2 separate regions of the Anas platyrhynchos genome follow, and region 1 is linked to region 2. The links are chromatin contacts, called in public Hi-C maps. All regions are on one chromosome and are shown on one strand. Each heading gives the region's core, a stretch centred on a gene start, on an enhancer-like site or on the middle of the called end of the contact. The rest is flanking DNA. Distances are from core to core; before and after follow the strand shown. Region 1 overlaps PRKCD (protein kinase C delta). Region 2 overlaps LOC101795985 (6-phosphofructo-2-kinase/fructose-2,6-bisphosphatase 4).

Evidence for each region. A called contact is a pair of places that touch in the nucleus more often than the background predicts.
Region 1: a contact with region 2 is called in a Hi-C map of F5 follicle, with 4 times the contacts expected there. The contact joins two enhancer-like sites. A contact is called at or near these places in 3 of 8 Hi-C or Micro-C datasets (F1 follicle, F5 follicle and subcutaneous adipose tissue).

Annotation. Positions count from the first base shown.
Region 1 is chr13:14,122,326-14,128,927 of IASCAAS_PekinDuck_T2T, reverse strand. The region is part of intron 1 of PRKCD (protein kinase C delta); the gene reads left to right. Among named protein-coding and RNA genes, the nearest start is that of PRKCD, 16 kb to the left of the region's middle. Within about 2 kb of position 2,392, at least 4 of the 8 cell types and tissues checked have an H3K27ac peak or open chromatin away from gene starts, as enhancers often do. A contact at or near this core is called in F1 follicle and F5 follicle, where this site is marked.
Region 2 is chr13:14,065,000-14,071,496 of IASCAAS_PekinDuck_T2T, reverse strand. The region is part of intron 13 of LOC101795985 (6-phosphofructo-2-kinase/fructose-2,6-bisphosphatase 4); the gene reads right to left. Among named protein-coding and RNA genes, the nearest start is that of HYAL1, 51 kb to the right of the region's middle. Within about 2 kb of position 3,451, at least 4 of the 8 cell types and tissues checked have an H3K27ac peak or open chromatin away from gene starts, as enhancers often do. A contact at or near this core is called in F1 follicle and F5 follicle, where this site is marked.

The DNA.
Region 1 (6,602 bases), core at 1,143-3,642, 58 kb before region 2:
GCTGTGTTCTTTACAGGTCAGCAGAGGGGACCAAAGGGGCAGCAGTGATGAGGCTGCCACGGTGCTTGGGGGATGTTGCAGCAGTGTATGGGGCTTGCGGCTGCACCAGTAAGAGATGAACCTCATCCTTTTAGTTACATCTGGTGCCAAGAGTGCTAGAAGTGGCCCATCAGGGAAAGCAAAATGCTGTTTTATTTCATGACCCATGCAAAAGCCAGAAACCTCTGCACTTTGCTCTGCCTGGAGGCTTTTTCTATCGCAAAAACGACCAAGTTTATCTAATGCTGTTGGACTGCAGTTTGCCTACGCATACTCGAGTGCTGTACAGCCCAGCATATCAGGAAGGAGTTAGATAGTGACTTGAATTACTTGGGTTCACCAGTCTTTGAACAATATTTGAGGAAAAACAGATTGAAAGCAGTTAAACCAGTTTTTATGTTGCACCAGATGTGAAAACTAAGATCCCAGTATGGTCATAATTTAGCTGGCATAATAGCGCTCTCATTGGCATTGAACATAAAGGTTTATTTATGCCTTACTTCATGCTCTAAGCTTGTGGTTCAGCGATGGAGGTTCCCAGGCTTTAGCCAAACAGCCTGTTTGATTTAAGTGTCAAAGAAGGTGAGCATTTTCTCCTGTTGCAAGTGTTTGAAGCAGTAGCGTTGCACCTGTTGGGGGACACTTGTTGAGAAAGAAGAAGAAACAAACAAAATTACATTGTTATTGAAATTGATGAGTTCAAAACATAATTTTGATACTGCTTTAAGCATGAGAGAAATTAGAGACGTCAAATTTTGTGCTTTTTCCAAACTGATTTTCACATGACCTTCTGGTGACATCAATTTTAATAGGTCATATTTCACAGAATTCTTTCAAACTGTCCTTTCATTTTTCATTTTGTATTCCTAGGATCCATTTTTTTGTCCTGTGCTTTGCCGAAGCTCCAGCTGCTGTTCAGTATTTTTGTCTCTAAATGACATTTTTTACAAAGAAGATTTGCAGTGAAACCTGTAAATCAAGAAACTCCAAAAAGCCTTGTTTTTCTGTCATTCACCTTGCTCTTTTCTTTGCCCTCTGGTTTCTGTGACACATAGTAGCGTAATTTCTGTGATTAAATAGTATGTAAGTAGCAAACAGTCCAAAGCTTTTCTGGGTTACTTTGATTTTCTCTGACATTTTTTTCCTTCCACAGACTCATGGCAATTCATGTGAGTTCCTAGGAAACTTTACTTTTCCACCAAGAGTTCATTATTAAAACAAATAACCAATTCCAGCAGACATGCTAGCAGGATGCAGTATACTGCAATTTAATGAATATTTGAGATCATTGTTATCTTTACCCTTAATTTGCTATAAGGAACTGCTGGTTTTACATGTGTCCAAATTTTGGAGAAAACACTATTTGATGGTCTCAGAAAATGTGTATCTAATTTATTCAGCAGTGGTTTATAAAACTCTGGAGGAAAAATGTGATGTGATCAAAAAGGTGCATTTTGCCCGGAACAAAGTCTCTCAAGGCAGCCAGCAGGGATGAGGATGTTTGGGTGCTTTCCCACTTCTTTTTTTCTCCTTTCTTCTGAATTGAATCTGTTGTGTGTTACTGTAAGGTCCCCTGCAGTTTGCAATCTGATGTTTCCAGGATCTGTCACAGTAATTAGTTTGCTTGTATGAATCTCTTCAAAGAAGAAAATTATATTTTTTTTCTTTTAACTGCTGAAGTTATGCAATAACTTTTTCAGTGGGTATATTTTCATCAGCTATCAACGCAGGCAGCAGCACAGTGAGCTGATACGCAGAAGTAGCTTATAGATTGAGGCTTTTTCCTTTTCAGAAAAAAAAAAAAGGAAAATTCTTTGGATAATCAACAGAGCTCTGGATACTTGGTGTGAAATATGGAGCAACTGCATTGCGACCAAACAAGTCTGCAAGTGTGTACAGTTCCCTGCCTTGAATTTGTGGCAGCTCCTGATAGTTTTGTTTAGTGAAATATTTTAAAAGAACTGGTATGACATTAGTGTCAGGTGTAAGGGTATACAAATAAAGTAATGTGTTTCTATAAAACCCCACCTTTCAAAACATTTTGGGGTATGGAAGTTTTGGTTCTTTCACAGTGGCTGTTTTGTCCTTCTTAGTTAGATTTTCCTGTGCTTGAAAGGATCTTTGTTACGCTCTTTGGCTTCTCTTGCTGTTGATATGCAGGGCAGGGGTTTTCCTGTTCAGGGAAATGTTGGCTGGACTCAATGTGCTTTTTCCAATAAAGCTCATCGGGCAGGGTGTCATCGTGGAGTATATAACAAATTAGGTTTTATTCAGCTGGTATACTTTGGACCTTTAACATGTTCTCGTTTATCTCCCACTCACAGGAACACCCTAACATGGCAGCCTTCTAATCTTTTTCAGATTACAAAGCATTTGTTATGGCTCCAGACTTTGGCTGAAACTTAATGACGGGCTTTGAACTGTGTTTTTTTAGTATTTTTTTTCTTCCCCAGTACTTGTGGAAGCATTCAAGCTCCTGACTGTTCTCAGGGGCTAATATAACTTCCTACAGAACAGAAAGATCTCTGTTGAAGGAGTGCTCGCTTTACTTCATTTTGCAAAGTTGCATCTATGGCGAAATCCTAACTCTTCTCTATGAAGGTGAAGGTTTCATCATTTTGAACTCTTCCTCTGGGCTTGCTCTTTGTGACCAAGAGAAGACCCCCCTTATAAAACATAAAGGTTCCTCTTTTGTCTGCTCTCCCACTTGTTTTCCGTTGTTCCTATTGTATTTGTCCAAGTTCAGGAGACTTGGTGCAATAAAGCTATAGCACTTGCAAGAAGCTTGTGCCTCTTTGTCAAGAGCCACATGCACTATTTCAAATAATTGCTCTTGACTAAAGTGCGAGTGCTCGAGAGAATGAGGAACAAGCAGTTCATATTGATTGTTGCTCCATTTACAGTGTGGAAAGCTCGTCTCCTTTGGCTGTGCCCAGTTTATCTGGAAAAGCAGGAAAAGTTTTCAAGCTACAAGGCTCATTTAGATGGATTCTTCTTGGTTTTGCTCAGTTGTCAGCTATTATTTCCTGGCAGGTGCACGCACTGCGTCTGCTTCCTGAATGGGCTCTGTCAGCGTGACTTAGACTTACCAAAGCCTGGGTCTCAAAAGTTGTAGGCTATCTAAAAGAAAACTCGTATGTCTGAGAAGATACTACCAAAGAAAAAAGAGAAAAAGAGGTAAACACTGAGTCTGTGGAATTTTTATCTTGTTCTTTATTATTTGAATTACATAGGCTAGGTTAAATTTTTGCAGTTAGGCTGTACTAGGAACAGGCAGGAAGTAAAGATTGTTGTGCTGAGAGAGACAAACCTGGTGGCTTGTTGGGTTAGCACATTACTCATCTGATACCTCATGTATTCAAGGAAAAATCCAAAGCTGATGATGTGATTGTTTCTGTCTTGCTTGAGCACAGTTAAATGCAGCCTATATCCAAGAGTTTTAGAAGAAAGAAAGAAATCCTTGCCAAGTGTGAAAGACAGGTATGATGGGTGAGTGCTCTTGGCAGACAAACTATTTCATCTATTATGCAGCTATTTGAAGTGGCAAGCTTCCAGATTTCCGCATATAAAGGAAGATAATTGCCTAACAAGGTCACTGGGAACAAGGAATACAATGTGAAAAAAATTCTGTCCTCCTGCCCTTTGGTAGAACAGGTCCTTTTATTTCATGGTTCGTTGGCAGGACCCACTGGGTCAAAATGAGGCCAACTCCAGCCAGTGTATGTATATTGGTTACGACTCCCATCACTTGCTAGAAAAATGAGTTTATGAAATGTTGGCCAATGCCCAAATGAAGGTTAATATGTGAACTGCATCTGGACCACCTTCTGGATATGTTCATGGTGCAGGCTGTAGCTTTTATGGTACCTCCTGCCTTAGTGTATAAAGGCTGCAGGTGCCTGGGTGGGTTTTGTTCTCATCCTTTAATTCTCTGTGATTATTTTTTTTATTTGTATTTGCTTAAACTGTGCTCTGAATATAGTAATTTTCTTGTTTGTTTGTTTTTTATATTCTTTGCAAAAACTCAAGTCAGTCGGCATGTCGTTGAGACATGGAATCATCCTCCTTTTAAAGGAGGGAAGCTGCTACAGGAAAACTAAATTTCTCATTATTTCAGATGCTAATCTCCTCTTTTGTTTTTAATTATACATGTGTCTTCAAAGGACATCCCAGGTGACGTCTGATGTCTAGCCCTGTCCTAAGAAAGAGCTGAGTTGGTTTGGGTGAAACTCTAAAAACACCCTGTCCCTTTGAGGCAGAAAACCAGTCTGTGGAACTTTCATGTGGTGATTAGTTTTAGGCATGGTTCGAAGTAACTGAAAACAAGTCTAGCAATCAGAGAAGTTAAGCAACTTCAACGGAGTTTACTAGCAGTCATGCCTGTAATGCATGTCACAGGCTATTATTGCTGTTTTGAATGAATCATTTTGGTGACAGAGGTCATAACTTAATTCATAGCTGTATATATAAGAGCACAGAACATGGGAACTACCTGTTAACTACTTCTGCATTATAGTATATTTTTACTGTCTCATCATTCAAAAATGTATTTTCAAAGGAAGAGGAGTGTTCTGTTAGAACTATGTGCTTGTAGAGGTTAAACTGCTTGTATTCAGATTTTTATCTGGTGCCACACTGAAATATTTATGTTATATTCAAATAATACATGTGGAATAGAAACAGTGAAGCGTCAGTCTGCTTCCAGAAAAGTTGCCTGGTATTTTCTCAGAAGGCACAATCTTTCTTCGGCTTCCTGGCAAAAGAGGAACTATCATTTGGAAATGAGCCAGTGATCCATCTAATGAAATACCATAGCTCAAACAATAATCAGCACCAAGTGGGAGATTAAAAAATCCTGTAATGTATGGTTTGCTGTTATATAATTTTTTCCTAAGAAAAGCCCCCTGTCACCCTTACCAAAAACAAAAACCAAAAAACAAACATATATTGAAATGGAGCATTTATGGGGGGAAAAGATCAGCAGAAGGAGCTGCTGCTGAAGTTAGCTTGTCCTTGCAGATTTTTTGCATCAGCAACAGACTACAAATGTGAAGAATGATTGTAGCACTGTGATGTTCCTCACATCCTCCAAAAAAGCCTCAATATGACTTGGTTCTATTTTAAATATTTTTTCACGCAAAAATGTTTTCATCCAGCATTGTAAGACATCAACACTACAGGCTCTAAAAATCTAAACTTGCCTTAGCAAATGGCACGTTTCTAGATGGGAGTGCTGTGAACCTTTGAACTTAAGCTGTTATTTTAAAAATCTAGTCCTTATGGGCTGCATGTAAAATGTGTCCAGCAAAAAAGCAGGATCAACTGAAGTGACTTTAATTAACGTCAAGTTCCAGAGGTGTTAAGTCCTTATAGAAATCTTCAGGCCTCAGCAAAAGTGAGCAAAAGTGATTTGAGATTTATATAGGTATAGATATTTCATTATATCTACTAAGCTTTTCTAAAACTTATGTTATTTTCCCCTGCTTAGAAATGCTTCTAGAAGCCACAGTTGCAGGTTTTGGATCTTAACAGAGCTTGGACAGCAAGGCTGGACAGGGAAGACTCCCATGAATAGACTTTTGCAGCCAGGGAGATGAGCGATGAAGGCAACAGATAAACTTCTCCACTCATTCCTTTGAACAAAGATGAAGAAGAAAACAAAGGCAAAGTATCTCCTGCTCCTGTAGATGCTGGGATTTATGTAGGGCTTGAAGGCTGCAGGCAGCCTGCCTAACTGGGCTTGGTGACTGATGGTAGCTGCCTAGGGCAGCAGTGTGCTAGGGTGTTACGGTTTGGTGCCTTCTATGAATGTGTCAGAGCACAGTAAAGTGAGCCTGTCTGGTGCCAGAAGGGGCATACCAGGGGCATAACAGCTCCAGTTCTTCGGGGCTCTCCCTGTCTGCACCTCAGGACCACTCCTTTCCATCCTTCCCCTTAGTGCAGCAGGAACATCCCTTCTCTCCTGTCCGTGAGCTTAAAGGCCATACAATTCAGCTTTGCTTAAATTGCTGCAGAGCTGGGATCCTTTTCAGGGCTGTTTCATCCAGCACATCCAATCCTGGCATGTCTTGGCATCCGCCTCCTCCTAAGAAGACGTGCACTTCTTTAGGAGCTCAAGTGAAGCAGCTAATCATGGTCCCTGGAATGCATCCTGACAGGGATGTCGCCACCTCTGAGGAGCATGAGAAATGATGTTGGCAATATCTTAAGGTCGAAACACTTAACACATGAGTTATTTATTCCCTTAAATCGTGGAGTGCATGATTGCCAAGTTGTAGCACAATGTTTCTTGTTTTTTTCCACACTGCTTAATGGCCTATGTTGTGGAACTAGGAGTTATCAGGTAAAAATTTTAAACATCGTATCAGTCATGGTGCTTTGTTCTTTAGTATGGTTTCTTAATAAACTGCATGTTCCTGTCTACTCCCCTAGCTTCCTTGAGCAGGAATATTTATGTCTCTAAGCTTTGCAAAATGTAGTATTTAAATCCTGAAGTGATGGTTGCTAACTGAGGTGTGATGAGAGGAAAACAATTCTTCTAAGATATGCTTAAGGGCTTGTCA
Region 2 (6,497 bases), core at 2,202-4,701:
TCTCTCTAGTCCAGCTCGAGAAGAAGAGCCTCATGCAGAGAGGGGGACTCGGTACCGCTCCCAGCCTGCAGCCACACAACTGCATCCCTCAAAACTACCCCACGAAAAGCAAACCACTCCCCTCTCCAACCCAGGTTCTAGGATTTTCAGCCATTCCATAACTAAACAAGATAAACGAGTAGTACCTGATTTGATTCGGGGCTAAAGTGTGCCAACGTCATTTCTGCCCTCGCTGATTCTCCTGTATTAACGTCAGCCCTTTCCTCTCTGCCCTTGGTAAATCAGCCCATCTTCCACCATAAGCACACCACATAAAACTGCCTGGGCACACACAAACGCTGCCTGCCCCACTCTCCAACTGCTCTCTCCGAGGAAAGCAAACAATGCTCCTGTTTCAGAAAGACGCTTCCACAGGCAGCATTCCTTCTAGAGCAAAGGATACAGAGACAGCATTGGCATCTAGGAACAAGAGGAGCTGGCAGAACAAGTCACACTCTGCATGACCACAATGGAAAAAAAAAAAAAAACACCACTGTGTTGGCATTTGTTTTATTTGTTCATATTTTCTTAGTAACTGATGCAACATACCCAGAAATTCCTTGAGACTGTGGAGATGTCTCCACAGGCAATCTGAGAACATTGGCTAACATCTTTTAAGCTGAGCATCTGCTGTTGATTCAAAGAAAATTAAATGGAGCATGAAATGGAGCAACATGCAGGAATCCAGAGGTACTGGAAATTAAGGCCACAAGCAACAAGAACTAGACAGCTACAACACAAAACTAAGAGGAAACAACGTGGTCAAGGCAAAAGATTCCTCTCATCGAGTTAAATAAGGTGTGTCAGACAAAAGAAGCATCCTAGCGGCTGGGACAGCCACAAGAGGGAACACAGATATGCAGTTAAAGCTGGAACAAGACGTCCTCCAGAGTGTAGGCGAAAAGGGAAAGGCTGTGGAAGCAAAGCAGAGCGTTTTGTTTCTTCCACCACGTGGAAGAAACAAAACTTGTGTAGGACAAAGCCTAATAAATAAACCCCGGGGCTTATTAGACAAAGAAGGACCTAGCTCGAGACCAGATCAAGTGAGACTTCAAAAGGGACCACCATCCCCTTGAATGGGAGGTGGATTCCTACCCACAGCAATCACGTTAGGTTTAATTACGGCAGCTGGGACTGTGCTCCCACGTGGACTGAGAGAGACGAGCGTGCTTACAGAGGACACAGAGGTTTTAGCCTTACTTTTAGGACCAAAAGGTGTCCCCACAGCCATCCAGCAGCACCTTACCCAAACACACTTGGACAAAATTACAGTTCTGGAGCAGCACCACTGCTGCTGCGTACTGGGGAGCGCAGGAAATGCAGCAGGGGGAATCCAAACGACAGGCACCTGGCTTCGAATGCTACTTCTACCAAGGCGTAATGGGGTCTCGCAGACTTGGAACATGACATCAGGTCAGCCAGCACCATCAGGCACATTTCTTTTAAGATTCAGAAAGGCCAAGGTTTCTTAGACCACGAAAATATCCATAAAGAAGATAAAAAGCTCAAATTGGCTGGGTGAGACACCAGAAGGTGCACCTCACCGGGTCCTCTCTGGAAAGGCTCAACACAAACACATCAACTCAAACACACTCCGACACCACTGCTTCTCCTCTCCTCATCATACTCTCCCTTGTTTTGTGCTTTTTTTCCCCTACAGAACAAAGCATCCCCCAGAAACAAAGTGCTACAGATTAAAATGGCAGGCTGTCCTGTCTGCAAGTTTCATTCTGATTTGCTACATGCAATCCTCACAACAAAGCCAGAAGATTTTGCAATAAAGGGCTCCTCCAGGGAAGAGGGTTCTGAACCGCACGGGAGTCACGAGGAAAGCCAAAACAGATGAAGTTAATAAGGACCATCCCCAGATGAAGAACAAGCATAAAGAGGACCATGCAAAGAAGTGCTCTTATCAGCCAGGTTCCTCCTGGTGAGCTACAGAGAACTCACTGTCCCTTCCCATTCAGCATTAGGCCTTTCTTTTACTAAGAAAATAATTTAGGGAGGACTACTAAGCAATGCTGCCATAATAGGAGACCCCTCAGAGGGCAAAACTGCTTTTAAACCCCATGTTACTCCATTATACACATCTGCAAGAGGTTTTTTTGTTTTGTTTGGTGTGGATTTTGTTTTAACCCAAAATTGAACGTGTTTAGCTTAAAATTGCACAGTATGTCCTTAGTCACAAACCACGGAGGTGAAAGCAATCCAAGCCAGCTCTGAGTGGTTTGCCAGCACCTGTGGAACGTGTCCCTGTGACCTCTCAGGGATGTCACCTCAACAGGCAGAAAGAAGCAATCGGGCTCCCTAATTAACTGTGCTAGCAGGTACAGCAGCCTCAGGTCTCCTTCTCCATGGCATATCCAAGAGGCTGCAGCAATTAAACACAGAAAAGCGACAAGAACTCCTACATCATAATCACAACAAAGAGAATTCCCATTCCCCCAGGCCAAGCCCATGCTGCTTTAACTAAATATCAACTGGTACAGCAGGAGGCCCTCCGTCCAGGGGCTCTTTAGTTATATTAGACATTCCTGAATGCTAGAAACCTCAGAAAATTGCAGTGTAACTTCAGAAGTGCAAATGCGTAACACTTTTTTCCAAAACCCCAGTCCTGGAAAAACATACCGTATGAGAAACCTCCCCAGCAGATAAAAGCGTTCCACAACATGCCACTCTTGCTTATGCTCAAGACACAAAGACCCCCCTCAGAAAACAGCTCAAGGACTCGGTGATTTACCGCCTTTCCCCAGCCTCAATGCTACATAAACAAAGCTGCTTCGATTGCACAATGCCTCAGCCCATCTCATTTTGCCCACCGTAACATCGCAGAGAAGGGAGCCAAGGCATGACACCACATCGCAAACAAGCTGCGGTCCCTCCAGCATGGGAGAAGTTTTGTTGTAATTCTGTTTAGGATGCATACCCTGCTGTTTTGAGATCATGCGCCTGCTGGAGGGTGGAAAAACCTCCTGTTTCCATGCCTTTCAAGGCAAGTCACAACCTAGCGAGCAAATAATCTGCCTAACGCTGCTTCTGCTTTGTGAAACAGTCAATGCTTCTTACTGCACCCTGGGTAAAATTCAGCACTATCAGATCCAGTACTGGTTGCACCGAGGCACTCATCCACTCCTTGCATTTCAGCAGAACAAAAACCACCTACTTTTTCTTAGTTCCTCACTGAAAGGAAATTTAAAATTACTTCTGCCAGCAGGCAAGCTCTGAAGCCCAGTTAATGCAGAACAGCTGTTAAGGGAAGTCATTCGTATATTAAAAACACTTTTACACATTCCTGTACCTTCAGTAACTGTTGCAAGCTTAAGAGAAAACTTGCTGCCCTCTTCCAAACAGCGCATCATTGATTAGCACATCTAGAACACTAGTGCTACAGATCAGCAGGATTAAGGCTGTACAGTAACTATGGATTGTTATTTTATGCTACGGAGCAGTCCAATCACTCCCGAGGGCACTGAAGTAGATAATAATGGTGCCTAGAAAACAAACTTCAGCTTTTTCGTATCTCATGCATGATGTCGTGCTTCACAGTTTTCACAAACACACTTCAGCTAACATCAAGTGATTGTTGGCTGTTACAGTAGCTTTAAAAATTCATGCTGCAGGATCTTTGCATTACAGCAGTTTACAAAAACAGCTTTCCAGTGTCAGCCGATTAATGTTTGACAACCCATCCGCAATAAATTAACCAGGGCGATGCAGTTTTATTGTGATTTGATAATTTTTTCAAGCCATGCACTGTACAAAGATTTACTTTGGGTTTTGAGTTGTTGGGTTTGTGGGTTTTGTGGGCTTTTTGTTTGTTTTATTTCAAAGTGATTGGAATGATTTGCTTTTCAATTTATTTTGAAGTAGTAGGATGAAAACAGCACCCCAAGTTCGATAGTTGATCAGGACACGGGATTCACTGATGAGCAGGGACTGTTACAAGAGCTTCCTCAGGAGGTCTGGAAATGTCTACATTCTGTATAATAATAAAAATACAGAGGAGAATATTTATCACGCAGCAGTAAGACCAACAAAAACACCAATCACTTGCACCTTCACAAGTACACAGCTGCATTTACAGAAAAACAGAGATTTTTATTTTTAATGCCCCCGCCCCAGAATGCAGCAGACTGAGAGCTGGCTGGTGTCCCAGACCCAGACAGCAGGAAAATGTACGTACAGTAATCACTGATCCCATGCTGATGCCACCAAAAGCTCAAGTCATTCCCATTCAGGAGGAAGTCTTTTATGGGCCCAGGCAGGAATCCACTTAAACACATACTCCAGCATGTACACTTCTATCCAAATAAGCAAACTTTCAGTGCTTTGCTAAACTATGCCACGTGCTTCCTTCCCAAGCTTTAACTTTGACTGTGTGATAAACAATGTGTTATACCTGCCTCTTCCCAGACACCTTCATGGCTCAAGACTGATTGCACTGACTAGATCTCACCTCATTTTGCAGAGGTTGTAGGGAGAGAGAGAGAAAAAAAAGTAAGATGTTCAGTGCATCAAATTATTTTAAACAAAATATCCCTCCCCCCCCCCAAAAAAAAAAAAAAATCACGCTAGGCAGCACAGCTTTGACTCTGGCCACGCAGAACAAGTCTCAGGAATCAGGCCTGCCATGGTACCACCCCACGTAAATCCAGAAGGCTGTTTAGTTGCTATTCTCCGTTCTACCAAGAATGCAGATTATGAGAAACTGGGCTGAAGGTCTTTCTAAGACTTTGATCTAGGATTTGGCCTGCTTTAGACTAAACCACTGCCAGTTCCGCTAACACATTCTTCAGGCTTCACGCTGACATGCTTGACGCTGTGGTAAGCAAACTCAGCTTTCAATAATCCTCCCTCAGTTCACCCCCCCCAAAAAAAAAAGGAAAAATAGGATTTGGATTTGTTGCTCTGAGCAATATCCCTTTCTGTCACTTACCACCTAAGACAGAAGCACAAAGTAGATGTTTTACCCCAGCACTTGCTGTCTAACCCGAAGAGAGGACCCAAGCAATAGCTCAAGTAGTTCCCCTGATTTATATTCAGTAAAAAGACTGGACTCCTTCATTTGAAAAGGTCAGGAACTTAAGCTGCTACAATGCTGACAAACGCACAGCTTCAATCCACTTGAGACAAATCATCCTCACAGAGCGAGGTTTACACATACTGTAAACAAGTACTCCAGTACTCTGCCTGCAGTGTGAAAAGACGGCTTTTCAGCTGAAGCAGATAAGGAGCACGTTGTCCTGAAACACGGACTACAAATTACTTGTGGGGGCACAGAACACTACAGTAAGCAATTCTTAATCAAATAGTTTCATTGTTTAACAATGTCGTTATCTGTGATGCTAAACTTAATTAAATGCTTTGACTTCAATAGAGTATTTGAAAATTTAATTTAACAGAAACAATTACCATTTGAGTAGCTTATGTAAATGAAAGCTTTTGAAATTCTCAGAGCCCTCTGAGCAGTGTTTAAATGCAGACAGAATCAACCAGCCCCTCCATCCAGCTATCCTAAATGAACAACGTATCACCACCGTAACTCCACTGCTTCGGGTATCTTTCTGGGGGCAGGGAGAAGGGTGTTCAGGGGATTTTTATTAAAAACATCACTGTGTTGGTTTTTTTTTGATTCATTATGTCAATCTATTTCTGTTCTAAACAAACAGCTTTGTGCCTTTGTGTGCACTGCAGTGCAACTGTCCGTATGATCCCCTACGTGCACCTGAAACACAACTACACTCCCATGCCAGTTTGCTAAACATGTTACAAGCTTTCCCCCAAAATTAATGCCTTCAGTTAGAGAAGTGGTATTTTCAACAGCAATTCCCAAGAAACTTTAGCACGTTGTAAATTCAGCACCGGTATTTTATCAGACAAACTATAGATGTTCACTTGATCCGCCTTATTTAACATAGATGATGTTAACACCTGCTCTAAGACATCTTTTTTTATTATTATTATTTTCACAACACTTTTAGGCACTGTGAAATCAGAGCAGATTTCATGAACCTAACAAACCAAATGAAGATGCGAAAGTGGTAAAGCACAAAGATAAAGAGGGAAAGAGAAAGACAGAGGAAAAAAGTAACATGACTACTGGATGGAAAATGTCTTTGCTATGAACGACCAAAAAGTCAGTATTCTGATACTCAAAATGCCTGAGTCATTGAAACAAAAGTTCTCTGCAGACTCTTCCAGCATTTCTGCACAACTACCACAAACGTGTACCCTCATGTAAGGTGTTTTGTGTCTTGTGCCGTACTGTAAACACACACATAAAGAACACATTTATCTTTATATTCTTTTTCACCATAAGCCATTGTTCTGAATGACTGAATGTTCTGAAAAGCCCTTTTTTCTCACTTTATCAGACTGACTTTTAATTCGCTAGTAGGCATGGCTCATACCCTCAGCAAGGACCCACTGCCATACCTAGTGGCATTAGCATGAGGACA